Linked DNA regions of Zea mays: region 2 is linked to region 1. A link is a contact called in public Hi-C data. All regions are on one chromosome and are shown on one strand. The core of a region is the stretch at or near the end of the contact, and the rest is flanking DNA. Distances in the headings are between cores, read along the strand shown.

Region 1 (4,958 bases), core at 1,144-3,643:
AATTCATTCTTTTGACGAATTCAGTATTCGGCATATCTCTAGAGTTGAGAATCATAGAGCTAACGATTTGGCACAAGATGCATCAGGTTATCGGATAAAGAGAGGAAAGTTTCACAGAACTGAAAATCTGATAACCAGTGCAAAGCCAAATTCCCAGGTCGCGGACCGTCCGCATGATGACGTCGGACCGTCCGGGGTTACCAGAAATGTTCTTTTGATCAATTCGGCCGACAATGAGGCCGATGCAAGTGATTGGAGGACACCTATACTTAATTATCTACGAAATCCCAATATAAGGACAGATAAGAATATTCGGCGAACAGCTTTCAAGTATGTTTTGATGAGTGATGAACTTTACCGCCGAACAGTCAATGATATCCTGCTTAAGTGCTTGGGCCCAGATGATGCTATATTAGCCATGGCCGAAGTACATGAAGGAATTTGTGGTACTCATCAATCAGCTCCAAAGATGAAGTGGTTGTTGCGAAGGTCTGGTTTTTATTGGCCTAGTATGATAGCTGATTGTTTCAAGTACTACAAGGGTTGCCAAGTGTGTCAAAAATTCGGCGACCTACAGTTAGTCCCTGCAGCCGAATTACATCCTATCATCAAGCCTTGGCCGTTCAGAGGATGGGGATTAGACTTTATTGGAGAAATTCATCCTTCATCATCAAAGGGGCATCGGTTTGTGTTAGTCGCCACTGACTACTTCACCAAATGGACTGAAGCCGTTGCTCTAAAGAACATGACACACAAGGAGGTAATTGAGTTTATAACTGAGCATATTATTCATAGATTCGGCATTCCCCAGACCTTAACTACAGATCAAGGTACTTCTTTCATGTCAAAGGAGGTACGTGAATTTGCTGAATTATACAGAATTAAGCTGCTTAATTCATCTCCATATTATGCTCAGGCCAATGGACAGGCCGAGTCTAGTAATAGGACGTTGATTAATTTGATAAAAAAGAAGATATCTGATAATCCTAAACATTGGCATAAGATTTTGTCTGAAGCTTTATGGGCTCATAGGATATCTAAACATAGGGCTACTAAAGTATCTCCTTTTGAGCTTGTCTATGGGCAGGAAGCAGTGTTGCCTGTGGAAATAAGTTTGAATGCTGTCAGGTTCGCCAGACAAAATGATCTAACTGCTACTGATTATTATGATTCAATGATTGATAATATTGATGAGGTGACCGACAAGAGGATGATAGCTTTGGGAGCAATAGAAAAGGACAAGATCATGGTAGCCAGAGCCTACAACAAGAAGGTCAAAGCAAAATCATTTCAAGTAGGGGACCTGGTGTGGAAGACCATTCTGCCTCTAAGGAATAAAGACCGGAAGTTCGGGAAATGGTCACCAAGCTGGGAAGGTCCTTATAAAGTAAAACAGGTGATGTCTGGCAACGCCTATTTACTACAAACATTACAAGGCAAGGACTTGCCTAAGGCTTTGAATGGGCGTTTCCTCAAACAGTACCATCCTAGTATGTGGCAAGATGCCTAAGAGAACCGATGTAATCACATCGAGTTAGTTGCTTTTGGTTTGCTCAACTCCACCAAAAGGCAGGGGGGCATATGTTGAACCCCAAATTGAGCAGGCGGACGGTCCGGCCCTGAGGCCGGACGGTCCGCGGTCCGGACAGTCCGCGCCTGTGGGCCGGACGGTCCGCGCATGCGCAGAGCAGTTTAGGGTTCCGAGTTTTGTGCTATGTTTGTTGGCTAGATTTGCGGAATTAGCTCGGAATCCAGTCGTGTAAAGGGTCCAGCCCCCCTCCTCTATAAAAAGAGAGGTCTACGGCCGATTAACCATCAACAATCGAATCAATACAACTTCTATTCGCATTTATTTCCAGTACAATTAGGAGTAGTTCTAGTCTAGTTCTAGTTTAGCCTCTCGATCCCCAAATTCTCCGCCTCTCCTCGACTCTACGTCGATTAGAGGAGTCTAGGTCGGCCGGCCCGAGCCTAGACAACCCCTAGGATCTCTCCTCCCCGACGGGGTCCCTCCCGGGAGCGAGATCCAGGCGCCGTCGGCGATCTTCCGCCGCCCCTGCACACGCGCGGACCGTCCGGCCCCAGGGCGCGGACCGTCCGGACGTCAGGCAGGAAAACCTAGCCCCTGCGCCAGGTCGCGGACCGTCCGGCCCCAGGCCGCGGACCGTCCGCGCCTGACCAGAGAGCACCGCCGCCGGTTCTTCTTGAGTATTTGGCGCTCCGAAAAGGCGTCAACAGCCGGCTCCCGCTCCCTCTCCGGCAGCCGGCGAGCGGGGCGGCGGCGAGAAAGGGCTGGGCTTCCTGCAGCGCGCGGCGGCGGCGGCGCTGGACGCGTTCGAGTCGGGCGTGATCGCGGGCCTGCTGGAGCGGCCGCGCGCGCTGCCGCGGTCGGCGGACCCGGCCGTGCAGATCGCCGGCAACTTCGCGCCGGTCGGCGAGCAGGCGCCGGTGCGGTCGCTGCCGGTGTCGGGCCGCATCCCGCCGTTCATCTCGGGCGTGTACGCGCGCAACGGGGCCAACCCCTGCTTCGAGCCGTCGGCGGGGCACCACCTGTTCGACGGCGACGGGATGGTGCACGCGGTGCGCATCCGCAACGGCGCGGCCGAGTCGTACGCGTGCCGGTTCACCGAGACGGCCAGGCTCCGGCAGGAGCGCGCGCTGGGGCGGGCCGTGTTCCCCAAGGCCATCGGCGAGCTGCACGGGCACTCCGGGATCGCGCGCCTGGCGCTGTTCTACGCGCGCGGGCTGTGCGGGCTCGTCGACCCGTCCCGCGGCACGGGGGTCGCAAACGCCGGCCTCGTCTACTTCAACGGCCGTCTCCTGGCCATGTCCGAGGACGACCTGCCGTACCAGGTGCGCGTGACGGCCGACGGCGACCTCCGCACCGTCGGCCGCTACGACTTCGGCGGGCAGCTCGCCGGGTGCGGCAGCATGATCGCGCACCCCAAGCTTGACCCGGCGTCCGGGGAGCTGTTCGCGCTCAGCTACGACGTGATCAAGCGGCCCTACCTGAGGTACTTCTACCTGCGGCCCGACGGCGGCAAGTCGGGCGACGTGGAGATCCCGCTGGAGCAGCCCACCATGGTGCACGACTTCGCCATCACGGAGCGGTTCGTGGTGGTGCCCGACCACCAGGTGGTGTTCAAGCTGGGCGAGATGCTGCGGGGCGGGTCCCCCGTGGTGCTGGACGCGGGCAAGACGTCCCGGTTCGGCGTGCTGCCCAAGTACGCGCGCGACGCGTCGGAGATGGCGTGGGTGGACGTGCCGGACTGCTTCTGCTTCCACCTGTGGAACGCGTGGGAGGATGCCGGCACCGGGGAGGTGGTGGTGGTCGGGTCCTGCATGACCCCCGCCGACTCCATCTTCAACGACGCCGACGACGGGCGCCAGCTGCAGAGCGTGCTGACGGAGATCAGGCTCGACACGCGCACGGGCGCGTCGACGCGGCGCGCCGTGCTGCCGGCGTCGGCGCAGGTGAACCTGGAGGTGGGGATGGTGAACCGGAACATGCTGGGGCGGCGGACGCGGTACGCGTACCTGGCCGTGGCGGAGCCGTGGCCCAAGGTGTCCGGGTTCGCGAAAGTGGACCTGGGCACGGGCGACGTCGTCCGGTTCGACTACGGCGACGGGCGATTCGGCGGGGAGCCCTGCTTCGTGCCCGCCGAGGGCGCGGCGCCGCGCGGCGAGGACGACGGGTACATCCTATCCCTGGTCCGCGACGAGCGCAAGGGGACGTCGGAGCTCCTGGTGGTGAACGCGGTGGACATGCGGCTGGAGGCCACGGTGCAGCTCCCCTCCCGCGTGCCCTACGGCTTCCACGGCACCTTCATCAGCGAGCGGGAGCTGGAGGCCCAGGCCTGATGACGAGATTTTCTTGATTGATTGCTTGGTTCTTTCTTTACGCTGACGACGACTGATGATCGGTCCATCCCCTCCATATCGCTCTGCTCCTCGTCCTCTGGAGCAGGGGAGGGAGGGAGAAGGTTGTTACCAGAGGGAGCCTGAGCCCGTACATAGGAGGTCCCCGGAGCCTTGTTCCCCATATGCAATGCAATACTGGCACTCTTCTTGTACCATGTTTTTTTTAAAAAACAAGCATGGCTTAGTATGGCTAGCCAGTGACAGTGAGTAGTAGGGTCAGTCCACAGCACAGCAGAGAGAAGAGAAGGGGGGGCAGCAGCTTGCCAGCTTGTGTTGCACTCGCTGTCACTTTTGTGCTTGTGGGGAGGGTGCCAACTGCCAAAACAGCTGGTGCTCTGTTTCCACCTCCACACTGTGAGTGTGTTTGGATTGGAGGTGCTGGTAGCACAGGTACAGTACAGTAGCAGCCCAGTGGCTGGCTATGAATTGAACCACCCAGTTGCTGCAACTGAGGTGATATTGTTGATGTCACTCACATGCATGTACCATCTCTGTTCTGTTCCTCCTCCATACACCACTGTTTCTGATCCTCATATACATACAAATACAGATACAACAATGATGGATGCCCCGCTGAGTTCTTTTTGTTTGCACATGCTGCTCCCGGCCCGGATCCGACTGCGACGACAAGCGAGCGCCTGGCCGCTTGTGAAGGATTTCTGTTGTACCGCTGTTCATCCTTAGTCCTTATTCGGATTATTCACGTTGCACATGGATTGTATATGGATTGAGAGCTAATCGAACAAGCCTTTAGTATTATTTAAAAGAGAGAGAAAAAGGCCCTGGCTTTCCCTAGTCTGATTGCCGCTGTCGGCTTTCCACTTCTCCAGTTCTGGGTGAAGATCACCCGGGAATGAGGTCAACCCAGCTGAATTCAATGGAGCTGTGGTGCGGTAACAAGCCATCGTCCCCGGCGCGCAGTCGCGTCCAGGGTGTATCCTACCGGTACTGTTGGAAACTGGACCGGAAACATCTGAGAAGAAGGTGCGGCCAACCAGCAGCCCAGCGTGCGCGTGGCTGACTGACTGACTGGCGAG
Region 2 (4,958 bases), core at 957-3,456, 34 kb after region 1:
GCCACTTGGTCACCGAAGTTTCATTAGTGCTCTCCCACGTGGTACACAACATCGGCATGCATCTAGTTTGAACAAACCTAATTTTAGATGGTTTTGTATAGACCAATCAAATTTCAGCACTCATTTTTAGGTTTATATGTTTGAGGACCTAATTAAGTAACGACAGAATAGATCAAGTTTGATCACCGTTACTGTATTTTACTCATTGTCCCGTGTGTCAAAGGTTAGTCGTCGTCCTGTACGTACTTGCCACGTATTGGATAAGGCAGAGGCAGCCAATATATAATATATAAAAGAGACAGGGAGGCCCTAGTGAAACGGGGACGAACCTCATGCATTTTACATCAACAAGCTCTTACAACCCTCCTGTAATCGGACTTAGACACTTTCACTCAAGGAGGATGTACAGTATTACACATAGGTGGCCTAGACCTCCCTAAGACCCTTGTCCCCCTCGTAGCGCTCGCTTGGGTGTTCGCTATGTTCACCTCCTGGTAACCGGGCTGGACCCCTTGAGTTGTGGTAGGCAGTAGACAACACACCAAGATCCCTTAGCAAATCTTTACATAAGGAGACAAATATAAGGTTGAAGAAAAAAAATTCACATACTATGTTCTTCTTACAACACTCAAACTCAAGCAAACACCTAGGTTAAAGGACAACTTCATCTTCGCAATTACATGAAAGAGGGTTCACAATCCTTCATTGGTCACTTTTGGTTTATCCTCACTTGTCAGTGATCGAGGGTTGGGGGAGGTTACACCTCTACCGGTTGTAAAAAAGGAGGTACCTTGGGTAAAACTTGTTAGGACCATCAATCCATTGTGTAACAGTAGCACCGTCCTTGCCCTAAACAAGTTGATGCCACAATCTTATAAAAAATTTGATCACAAATACCAAGAAAAATGAAATGAAATATTTATAAACACTTACTTAGACTATGATCACCACATGTGTTAAAAGAGATAATACCTTGCTCTCTAAGATCTATATATGGATCAAATACAAGATTTAATGGTCGGATTAGCGATAAAGAGGAAAAGAGGGAGGAGGCAATAATGAAGAGAATTTGACCATAGAAGTGGGTTCCAGATTTTGGATTAGAGCTTGGTCTTGGAGCTATAGCGTCGATGTCTATGCTATAACTTATGGCGTCAAGGTATCATCACATTAATATCATATCAGCGTCACGTGACTACGAGAAAGGCAACTTTAGCACTATAAATAATAGGATGTTGATATATATGGTTGAAAACGAGATTTTGGCATTGGGGAGGTAAATATGTTTTTTTTTTCTAAACAAGAATTACAAAATTCGGGGCACGTCATATCGTTTTATATTTTTCCTGGAATAAAATGCATTAGCACCTCGAACTTGACATTGTTGAAACCCGACAGCCCTCAAAATCGGGTTTGCTCGAACCGGATGCCTATATGATGTGCCACGTTTGGAGTCACTTTGAGTGTCCAAACTTGACATGTCGTGCCACTTCGGTCACCAAAGTGTCATTAGTGCTCTCCCACGTGGTACGTATACAACATCGACATGCATATGGTTTGAACAAACCTAATTTTAGATGGTTTTGTATTGACCAATCAAATTTCAGCACTCATTTTTTAGGTTTATATGTTTGAGGATCTAATTAAGTAACGACAGAATAGATCAAGTTTGAGCACCGTTACTATATTTGACTCATTGTCCCGTGTGTCAAAGGTTAGTCGCCGTCCCTGTACGTCCTTGCCACGTATCGGATAAGGCAGAGGCAGCCAATATAATATATATATGCGTGCTGTGTGGCAGTGGTGCGAATCTACTATCACTGCAAAAAGCAATAGTGGCAGTGGTACGAATCTAATAAACACTGCAAAAAAAAAAAAAAAACAATAGTGACAGTGGTACGGATCTACTGTAACCCCTGCAAAAAGCAATTAATATAATAGTAGCATATGTGAACTAGCTATTAGAGTCCATGCATGTATGATCTGCGTGTGAGTGCAATCTATAGACTACTGTCATCACATGTTTAATTAAGTAAAGCTCACACACGTGACACGTATAGCATTATTGCAGCTAATAAGTAACTGGCTAGCTAGCTATATATAGGCGACCGCCGATTATGTGTCACCATTGTGTAATAAGGGGTCTAATCTATATGCATACAAGATGCTTCTCTAGAGACATCACAATAATCGTCGCAAGCTAGCGATTAGCTGCTAGCTAGGTGAGTCGTACTACTTCGTAGGGGCCGGGGGGGGGGGGGGGGGGGGTAACACGTGTCGAATCTTTGCCACGTTCGAGGACGCCTTTTCCACGATCGATAAAGAAACCTAGCTGCTGGGCTTCACGTACGTACTCTGAAAGTTCACACGTACGAGACCTGCTACAACCAAAGAGACGACGATCTTGCATCTGAGATAGTACATATATTTCAAATACTATATGCATATTCATATATGTAAGAGTTTATTAAAAACAGAGGTATATAAAACTACACCCATAATTAAGTTTGCATTATTCACATATTCAAATACTATATGCATTCATATATGTTCTGAGTCCCGAGTCCTGATTTAGAAACCGACTTACGTGAGCGACCAGCAGCGGCTTCCGACGCTTATGTTAAGTAAGCAAGATAGCAGAAGTTGAACTGTCCGCTTAGTATTGGACGGTTGGGTCAACCAAACAAACATTGTTTAGACAAATTAAGGGCGTGTGCGTGGCGTGTGGCGCCACGCCACGCCTAAGTTGCGGCGGCCGAATCGGCCGCCACAACTGCGGCGCGAAAAGTGCCGCTGGTGGCAGCGGCTTAGGCCAGCTATCAAACACGTCCTAAATAACTGAATACTACACTTAAGTATATATTTGGGCCCTGGATGCCCCTCAGTTACGACCCATCATGTGTACAGAGTAGTACACCAGGTCACCAGCGATAGTCGTTTCTCTATAACTTTCATCCTGTTTGCTTTGGATTAAAATCAGTTGTTTGGACTTGCGCAGCTGAATTTATAGAGATAAAAACTCTATAAAAACCGATATACATTAAAGTTAAGTAAACAGACTGTTAATTAGCTGTATGCCCATGTTATAATATATAGAGCTCCCAGTAGCGTACTGTCGCCGTGCCAGGTGCCAGGTGCGTCGACCTATACCTGAAGCCAAGCGACACACGACGACGCCGTGTCGGCCTCGCGGGGCGCACCGTGCGCTTGCTGCCGCGTGGACGAGAATATGTGTGGGCATATATGGCTTACAAAAGGCTAGCTAGCGAAGAGAAGGATCCATTTGGGAGAGAAGAAAATTTTTTGAGTGTTAAATAATTTAGAAAATAAATTTGAATGTCTTCATTCGGAGCCACTGTTAGTACTACGCATGCTCTCCCTAAATTTTGGAGACTCGAGTTATTTGTGTGTGTGTGTGTTTGGATTAATAAGTTATATATTTTTAATGGGCTGAGTACGTAGACAATGATGCATGATTAATTACCAAATAATATATAAAAGGTTCAGATTTGTATAAAAGTTACTCAACAACTTGGGGCATGCATGCTAGCTTCTATACGGCTGGGCTAGCAATAATATTAGGCATACGGTCATATTTCTTTTTTTTTAAATACAGGAGTGTACAAATGTATACATTTAGTTTTTCATGCAATCCTAACGATTGTAGTATCATTCTTTGTAGGAGAGTCTCTGTATCTCCATTAGCATTGGGAAAATGGGAGCTAATTATTTCTAATAACAAGTGGTCAAAATTTTGAAAAAAGTCTACCGCGTCATACATTTGTGAACGCACGTAATATAATTTTTTTTTAAACTCCAAAAGCTGATGTGTAATAATAAAAAGTCAAATAGCTCAGTTAAAGTGTATAAGAGAAGATAAATAGGGAGAACATGGTTGGAGAGAGTAGGTGAAACATAAGAAGGGGATGTATTTAGATATGAATAGACAGTGCTAGCTGATAGGGGGGGTTTGAGAGGGAAGAAACCGCTGGAACCGGTCCGAATTTATATATGGTATATACGTACATGCTCACAGACAGACAGCTCACTTCGGCGTGTGACGATGTACATGCATGTCGTCCAGCCAGTGGTCACTAGTCAAAGGCGCAAAGCAAGGGCGATAGATGCATGCATTTAACCTAGACCCTGCATGTCCAAAGAAACTGGACTAGCAGCGGTTGGTTGGGCCATACTGTGTATATGTATATATAGCTCTGTCGATCGATTATCCGTGCGCATAAATATTATGCACAACTTGCCGTTTAACCAACACAGACACGGCCCCCCTGTACTTACGTGTTGATCAAACAAGCAAGCGAGCCCATGCATGCATGCACGGCGCACGTCGAAATAAAATGGTTTCCCGCGCGCCGCGCGCATGCACGCGCGTACGTGTCCGCGCCCAAACGGCACACACACACACAGAGCAGACACAGCTGCACGAACGGTGTGTGGTGTGGCTGGCATCACCGAGTGCGTCATTTCTAAGCTCCCGATACCACGATCATTTTCAAACAACGCAGCGTAATCTTTTTTAATATATAAATACACTATATATTATATTTGTATATAGATATAGATCCTTAGCTTGGCCCTTGGGCATTAGTTTTAGCGGCAGCTAGCTAGCCTGCAGGGTCTGATGACGGCGCCTGACCCTTGGGGAGTCGCCTAGGGCCAGGCGACTCCGTTCGCGGCGAGCGCGCACGTTCATGCATGGCGCATGCAGACACGTAGCCCTACGCTTGACATGGACCGATAGATGCTGTGACTGCCTATAATACGTACGGAGTACTACATGCGTGGCACCGAGAGCCTATCATTGCTACTAGCTCACTGCCGCCGTCTAGCTCGTTCTCGTTCGTCTTTCAGCTAAATTCTAGTAAGTTTAACTCATGGAATAGTAATAATTATAATTAATACTATTAGTTAGATTTTTTGAATTTACTTATGTATAATAA

Evidence for each region. Hi-C and Micro-C count contacts between places; a contact is called where the count stands out from the background.
Region 2: a contact with region 1 is called in a Hi-C map of ear, with 2.6 times the contacts expected there. The contact joins the enhancer-like site here to the promoter of LOC100501444 in region 1. A contact is called at or near these places in 5 of 25 Hi-C or Micro-C datasets (ear, endosperm, leaf and 2 more).

The regions. Positions count from the first base shown.
Region 1 is chr1:178,636,846-178,641,803 of Zm-B73-REFERENCE-NAM-5.0, forward strand. LOC100501444 (9-cis-epoxycarotenoid dioxygenase 1, chloroplastic-like) reads left to right here and starts at 2,394. Exons shown (of 1, transcript XM_023301399.2): 1 at 2,394-4,320. The coding sequence starts at 2,569. The coding sequence ends at 3,861.
Region 2 is chr1:178,671,360-178,676,317 of Zm-B73-REFERENCE-NAM-5.0, forward strand. No RefSeq gene overlaps it. Among protein-coding and RNA genes, the nearest start is that of LOC103640612, 8.6 kb to the right of the region's middle. Within about 2 kb of position 2,207, at least 9 of the 20 cell types and tissues checked have an H3K27ac peak or open chromatin away from gene starts, as enhancers often do. A contact at or near this core is called in ear, leaf mesophyll and tassel, where this site is marked.